2 separate regions of the Podarcis muralis genome follow, and region 2 is linked to region 1. The links are chromatin contacts, called in public Hi-C maps. All regions are on one chromosome and are shown on one strand. The core of a region is the stretch at or near the end of the contact, and the rest is flanking DNA. Distances in the headings are between cores, read along the strand shown. Region 1 holds the start of ATP5PO (ATP synthase peripheral stalk subunit OSCP). Region 2 holds the start of SMIM11 (small integral membrane protein 11).

Evidence for each region. Hi-C and Micro-C count contacts between places; a contact is called where the count stands out from the background.
Region 2: a contact with region 1 is called in a Hi-C map of tail, with 4 times the contacts expected there. The contact joins the promoter of SMIM11 here to the promoter of ATP5PO in region 1. A contact is called at or near these places in 2 of 3 Hi-C or Micro-C datasets (blood and tail).

Annotation. Positions count from the first base shown.
Region 1 is chr4:53,574,708-53,578,622 of rPodMur119.hap1.1, forward strand. ATP5PO (ATP synthase peripheral stalk subunit OSCP) reads right to left here and starts at 2,288. Exons shown (of 7, transcript XM_028727108.2): 1 at 2,149-2,288; 2 at 264-314. The coding sequence starts at 2,181. It overlaps LOC144327509 (a long non-coding RNA gene), which reads left to right and starts at 2,245. Exons shown (of 2, transcript XR_013392584.1): 1 at 2,245-3,159.
Region 2 is chr4:53,720,386-53,724,300 of rPodMur119.hap1.1, forward strand. It overlaps SMIM11 (small integral membrane protein 11), which reads left to right and starts at 1,651. Exons shown (of 6, transcript XR_003706423.2): 1 at 1,651-1,691. KCNE2 (potassium voltage-gated channel subfamily E regulatory subunit 2) reads left to right here. Exons shown (of 2, transcript XM_077927319.1): 2 at 1-728.

The DNA of each region.
Region 1 (3,915 bases), core at 1,038-3,537:
GAGGTTAGATTCTACATGACTGCTAGCTATAAATATGGACATTGACACTAGTTTAAGTGGCACACAAGGCCCTGCATTCTGCAATCTAGATATATTTATCTAGAACCCTGATCTTTAATTGGAAGTAAATCACCCTAACTGCAATTGAGCCTCTTTCCTGGTAAACATTTTCAGGTTCTTATCAGGTTGCTCCTGTACACTTGCCACCTGCAACTTGGTGTAATTAATCTGCACAGTTTTGTAAAATAAATAAATAAACTTACCTGTACCAGTTTTGATGCTGGCCTGATTAGGGAGGTGCTGAAGTGGCGCACCTACAGTAAGAAAAAGTTGTCATTTACATTATATTATTTTAAAAAGCAGTGAAATCCAACATTAGTCATAAATGGATTTTTTTTATTTAAATCGGATTTTTAAATGAAAATGCTTTTGGAGGAAAAAAACTTTCTAAATATAGTTTTCTATTTAAGTTACATTATAGTCCAAAGGCTATTCATCAGGAAATAAGGATTTGTTTTAAGTTTTTCATGTGTGGTGAAACTCATTCTAAGGTTTTTTTAAAAAACTGTTTAACCACATGAGTTAACAAACATTGATACATATCCTATAATGTTATTGTTTTAGTTAAATAAATTGTTTAAATTGTTATTAAGGAAATTATTATTTTTCTCCTTCCAATAAAGAACTGTACAGCAGAAAAGTTGTCCAAATATAAACAGTTAACTTATTAAACTTCACAATAATTTCATAATTATCTGTTTGGGTATTTCTAATAGTACAGTATAACCAAATCAGTAATTTTTGATGTAACTGTAAAAACTACTCTGAAAATTTATTATTCCAAAATGAAACCTTCATTTGGTTGTAAATATTAAGATTATACCAGCAAGAATGTCTTTCTGTAAAAAAATGATTTAAATCAAGGCTTACTGACTAGTGATTTAAATTGATTTGATTTAAATCAAATCCACCCTTCTCCTTCCCAAGCATTTCTTGTGTTGCTTTCATCTTTTGGTAGGCAAGAACCCGCACAGGTCTCCCATCAGAACCCTACGCTTGTCTACCATGAATTACAGAGGAGAGGTCAGGGCTGGAGCAAGATCCAAGGAGGAAAACCAAACAGGGCCAATGGGCCACAGGTCAGTATGGCAGCACATCTCTTTTATGGAGATGGTCCCAGCATCTCCAGTTGGGCTGGGAGAGACCCCTACCCAAAACCCTGGTCAAAGCCAGTCCAGAAGTCTTGAAAGTCCTACACTGGCTTCCAGTACATTTCCGAGCACAATTCAAAGCGTTGGCCTTTAAAGCCCTAAACGGCCTCAGCCCAGTATACCTGAAGGAGCGTCTCCACCTCCATCGTTCTGCCCGGACACTGAGGTCCAGCTCCGAGGGCCTTCTGGCGGTCCCCTCCCTGCGAGAAGTGAGGTTACAGGGAACCAGGCAGAGGGCCTTCTCAGCAGTGGCTCCCGCCCCGTGGAACACTCTCCCACCAGATGTCAAGGAAATAAACAACTATCTGACATTTAGAAGACATCTGAAGGCAGCCCTGTTTAGGGAAGTTTTTTAATGACTTATGTTTTAATGTATTTTTAATCTCTTGTTGGAAGCCGCCCAGAGTGGCTGCGGAAACCCAGCCAGATGAGCGGGGTATAAGTAATAAATTAGTAGTAGTAGTAGTACTGCTCTAGATCAAGCACCTCCAAACTTGGCCCTCCAGATGTTTTGGGACTACAATTCCCATCATCCCTGACCACTGGTCCTGTTAGCTAGGGATGATGGGAGTTGTAGTCCCAAAACATCTGGAGGGCCAAGTTTGGGGGTGCATGCTCTAGATAGGCCAATAGTCAGGCCCCTTCCTGGGTTCCACTGGCAGGAGGACTTAGCAGAGGAGCCTGGCTTGCTGAGCTTCCTTCCTTATCTCTGGCATCAAGGGAAGCCCAGGCTGCAGACCAGGCACTCACACAGCAGCCCCGGAAACCCTCCAAGTCCTCTTGGGGCCACTTGGGTTTAAGACTTTCCCCTCTCCCCCTCTTCCTTCTCCTCCCAAAGCCTCCAGGCTTCAGTCTCGGAAGCCAAGTGAGGCGTCCTCAGGTAAGAGACCTGCCCCCAGCAGAACCCCCTCTTCCTTCCCAAGGCTTCGCTGCTCACCTTCTGAGCCAACCCTGCAGCAGCAGCAGCCATCTTCTCCTCCTGTAGGTCAAGCCGGGCCCTTCCCCGTCCTCGAGACAAGAGAAGCGCAGGCGCAAGGTCTCGGCTCCGGGCACGCAGGCGCAAGGCTTTCTGGGAATCGTAGTTTCTGTAGAACTAGTCGCCCGAGTGGGCGGGGCGGAAAGAGGCAAGGCGGAAGACCATAAGTTTGCGTGGAGGGCGGCACGTGCGAGTTTGGGATTGGAGAAGGAACATGATTCTTTTTCTTGGGATCGCAAGGTTCCGGGGGATACAGCTTCGTGTTCCGAGTAGTGTATCCTGCTTTGCAAAGCGCCGAGAGAAGAAAGTGTGCTTAAAGGAAGCAAGGCAAAAGTTTTGTGGTTTTTTTAATGCATAAACGTAATTTACACCTTAGGGAAGTTTTTAATGACTGATGTTTTAATGTATTTTTATTCTTTTCTTGGAAGCCGCCCAGAGTGGCTGGGGAAACCCAGCCAGATGGGCGGGGTATAAATTATTATTATTATTATTATTATTATTATTAGCTACCCTGAATTTATTACGTGCCTTTTTCGAAGCGGAGTTTAATGCCTATTACGCATGAAGGCATACACGTTGCGGTCGTACTTAATATTAGCACGCTCGTTTCTCAAACGTTCTGTAAGTTTTCATTTTGTTTATCAGGTGACTGGTAAGATCCTCTCTGTGTTGCCAACCTGGTTTCTTTTAACCATTATTTTTCTCACTAGTGTGACTCCTGTTTTCAGCAAATAATAGCTTTTTGCTTGCCAAAACTGCCAGGCTCCTTTTTTCATCTAAGTTATGGCACCTGCTTTCCAGTCCTAAAGCCTAAATCATCCTGGACCTGAGTGAAAGCATGTTCCAGAGTGTTATATCGCTTGCCAGAGTAACATCTTGTCTACACATGCATCAGAATCAAATGGCAATGCGGTGGCAAAATATTCAGGTGGCAGAGTGGATGGCATAATGAACTCAAAGCCAAGATGGTGTGTAAGTGATGCCAGTTTCACAAAATGCTTAAATTTGGTTTAATCCTTTTTGAAGTGCCTTTCCCTTTCCTGGATCAATACCTATAGTTCAAACCACTTTTTTAGTACTGTTTTCTGTAAACTTCATGATCTCTCTCTCTCACACACACAACCAATTTGCTTTGTTAAGAATGTCGTATTGTGGTGTCAGTAATTCCTAAATTTGAATTCCTAAACCTATACAATTCCTTCTCCGTAGTGAATAATATTATGATTATACAAGCAGTTACCTACTGAAAGCTATAGTGAGTGGAGGGGTTGTAGTAGGGGTTGGGAAATGATTCTCTATTCCTTTGTGTGACCATCCCTTGCTCCACTCCCTCATGCATGAGTTTCTTAACCCAACACCTGCTGCCCCCATAGCTACCAGCCCATTTAACCTGATAAAGCAGAGCATCCCTGCAAGGCTCAGGCCTTCCAAACAGAACTTCAGCCAGGTCTTTGGGGATGGCTGCCTATTTCACACACATCCCACCTCCCCATCCAAAGACATCCAATCTAGTCTTTGTTAGAAAATACTTTGCTTTTGTTGTTTGAATGATCAGTTATGCTTTTGTTCCTAGATTTTAATGTAGCTTTGTTGTTTCATTGTAAGGCATCATGGAGTCTTGTTGATTAAATGACCAGGTGAAAAATAAGTGACTAGCAGCTTCAGCATTTAGCAAGCACTGATGTTCTGTTGGGAAGGCTTTTCTTAAGAAGGAAAGCCAAGTGCTTT
Region 2 (3,915 bases), core at 401-2,900, 150 kb after region 1:
GCGGGCAGTAGCAGCTCTGAGACTCTTTAAGTGACTGAATGACTCAGTGAAAACTACAAACAATGTTGCCGCTGCTTTACTAAACAAGATGGGAGAGGACATCCAGCCACCACAATAATTTCAGCCAGTTTCCCTGTTTTCATCTGTTTCAACCAACCTACCCAACCTTTATAAAAGATTAGAACCCTTTTAAGGTGTTAGCAATCACATAAGCAGGACAAGCAGGAATGAGGGTCCTGGCTAAACTGCTCCCTTCTGTTGCCTTCCAAATTATGGAATGAAGTGGAGAGGCTTTTTTCGTCCACAAAGGTTCCTCCCTGCATATCTCAGAACCCTAATTATGCAGGGTTCTAAAATGCATGGGGGGGCCTCCACGGATGCAAAAATTTGAAGCTTCATCAAACTTACACAGTTCCATTTACAGTCCATTGTGCTACTTCATATTCAGAGCCTGGTATTTCCCAATCATAGTAACAAGACCAGGACATCCTAGAAACTTGCTTGCAAAGGAATCGTAGCCGCTTTCACTCATCATCATATCGTAAACATCAGAAGCAAAAACCGCAAGGTTCTGTCTCAATATTAACTTTCTTTAATGAATCTGTGCATGTTGATTTCAGCACTCTGTACATTTGATTGTTTTGTTTATGTTATGTTTCAGCTGCTCTGAAGCCAAAAGGCAGGGCAGAAATAATTGCATAAATAAACAAATGATATGTATATATTTATTCATTCTTGCCTCTTGGTAGTGTTGTGGGCTCCCTACTTTTCCTAACAATTATTATGAACATTTATAAACTAGCATTTATAAACCTTTAGGGTGACAGAGGCTGATTCTGTCCCATACGCCCAGGTCAGTGGACTCATCTATTTGTCATGGATAATTTTGAAGATTGTAGTATCCCAAAAATTCTAATTAGCTGCAGTCACATTCCTGGTGACCATAGATGCCTTACTGCAAAACGCACAGGTTTGTTCAAAATACTGTAAATTGAATTTCAGCCCTATTATCTTACTGATCCTGCTAGGGTCTTTGCCATTTAGCATTTTCATTTTATATTTGAACTGGCTTTATTATATCAGAATGTGTATCCCAACATTTTGAATTAACGAAAGTACTAATTCCTCTCTGGGTTTTTTAATGTTTTTTTAAAACTAATTTCCACAATTAAACATTATCATCACATACATATAATAGAATAAACCACACACACAAAAGAAAAGAAAGGGGGGAAAGCATTTTCACGCTATATTAAATGCACATTTTGGGATTACTCAGATCCCTCGACTTCCCTTTAAATTTGGAGCTAATTAAAGATAATGAAATTATTGACATGTATAAATTAAGATAATATAAAAGGACCAGGGGAGAGAATGGAGGGAAGTACTAATTCCTCTCTGAATAAACTGTCTTGCATATCTAACAGTTGTATAGTCACTCTCAAGAAAACAGTAAAACGGGTATCTTCATATATTACTTATTCATTAACATACATCCCTCTCATAGCGAGAAATTTTCCTAGTTACATCGCTTGTGAGCACAGCTGCTTGACTCCCCGCAGGACAAGGGATGAAAGGGTTAACATCTCGTTTTAAATTATTGACGCGCTGTGTGACGTATTTTCAGACAGCAAAGCCTTCTGGGACTTGTAGTCTGTAGCCTTTTCCTGTGTTGAATGGCTGATTGTAAGGTAGTGTGGCTTTTAAATCACAAAATGAGTGGCGTTGCTAGGATTGTTTGTAATAGTTTTTCTTTTAAATGTTAACTTTAATAACTCATGGAAGCTGATGGCGTTGTGGGCCTTGTTTTCAATATTTTGACCTTCTTAAAAGAATCATGATCGTCAAATAATGGCTATTACGTTTACAGTCGTTCTGCACCTTTGAGCAGCGATGCCTTTAATTCTCTGAACCTTTACTTGCAAGTAAGCTCCGGTGAAATCTGAGACACGTTACTTCGGCGAGCATGCATGGGATCAGATTGCACAATGCACATTAAAAGCTGGGTGGCTGAAATTCTCTCTCTCTCCCCCCCCCCCCCCCGCTTGCATAATTTGCACAGGCGTGAGAGTTCCGGGACAGGACATTGTAGCTTCCTTGCTCCTCGGTTGGTCTGCTGCTACAACGCTGCCATGATTCAGTGTGTCATCCTAACTCAGACTTACGGTTTATCTTCTCCAGATAAGCCATAACCTTAGTTACAGCTTGTAATTTGTCTGAGTAGAGCAAAGCACCCACAATCTCTTCTATGGGAGTCCATGTGTTCATGCTAAGCCTTGGTTTGGTCTGCAGACTAGCTCTGTATTAGATGCAAAAGCCCAATTTAAAATGTAGCTATGCTTATCTATAACGCAGGCGAGGAAGTGCGTCTTTTTGCACTCAGAATTTACAGAGCTAGGGAGCAGAAAGCTTCACTTCTGCCTTTGGTATCCTATGCTGCTCTGATGCTATTGAAAAAGTTTCTATCTGCATAAGGGCATTTAGTTGGCTAGTTGTGAACATGACCAGTTAATTGGTTTCCCAATCTATTTAAGTATTGTATGCTTATGTATTTTATTTATTTAAAATATTTTCATACTGTCTCTCATTAAAAAAACACAAGGGAATTTCATAGTAATACATAATAATATTATTTCATAATAATACATTTCATTAAAATTACAGTAACATAACTGCTGGTGCACGTCTTCTAGCAGAGGGAAAGTGATTCCACAGGTGCAATGCCACAAGCAAGGCGGCTCTATCACTGGTTATTGTAAAGGTATACTTGAGCAGACATGAGGACCTCACTGGCACATCTCTATGCCACGTTAGCAATTTGCAACTTTAGCGTTGGTGTCAATGTGAAGAGAACAGTTGCAATATGCTTCAGATAAACAGACATATAGTAGTGGTGGAAAACCTTTGGTCCATGAGGCTATTTTCCCCAAACCGCTCTGATCTACCCCACTCCTGACATCAGGTGGGAGGCAGGTAAAGTCAGGGCCTTCCTTTTGATGTGTGTCATAATGACATCAGGCGATTGACAGGTAGGCTTGTGGAAATAAGGATCTGGCCTGCCCTGTTGACAATCGCTGGTGTGCGCACAAACAAACAAATTTGACACTAATGAAGCTGTGCTGATGTGAACAGCTAGGAGAGAAAGAACTCTGAGATGGCACTGGGAGAAACAACCAACTTCATTGTTCCCCAAGGTGATAATATGAACACACCCTAAATCGGCCTTTCTCAACCTTCTGTCCCCAGCTGTTGTTGGACTACAACTCCCATCATCCCTAACTATCAAGACCAGCGGTCAGGGGTGATGGGAATTGTAGTCCAACAACAGCTGGGGAGCCAAGGTTGAGAAAGGTTGCCCTAAATTGTTCTTCTCAAAAGCTGTTCTCTCCTTCCTCCCCACCTTTTATTTATTTAAAGCACCAATAGCAGGTTAACTACATGTATCTGCATGCAATGTGCAGGAAGATTTTTAGTCTTACACATGAACCTTATTGTTGCATGTCATGTGAGGTTTTAACTCTCCTGATTGACCCAACTGGAATCTGTAAGAGGGAAATAGGGTGACTGGCTGTTATAATTTATTATATTATTCAGCAATTTTTTCTCAGACTTTATAGTAAGCCCAGACACTAAGTCTGGTCTCCTTTTGCTGACAGATACTGTATGTATAGCTTGGGGACAACAAACCATAATGGGTACAGATTACTTGTATCTACACTTTATCTGACTTTTTGTGGGGAAACAAACATGATACCAGGGCTTTCAAGATAGTTCTTAACCTTGAACACAGAACATGTAAGGTTTCTCTTTAAGCTGCTGTTATCAGTGTAAAGAATTAATACTTCTGTTAACATATTAAGTGGAAGATCTTGCTTATCGGACACACAATTTTTTTCATCTCTTGTTTTCTGCCTA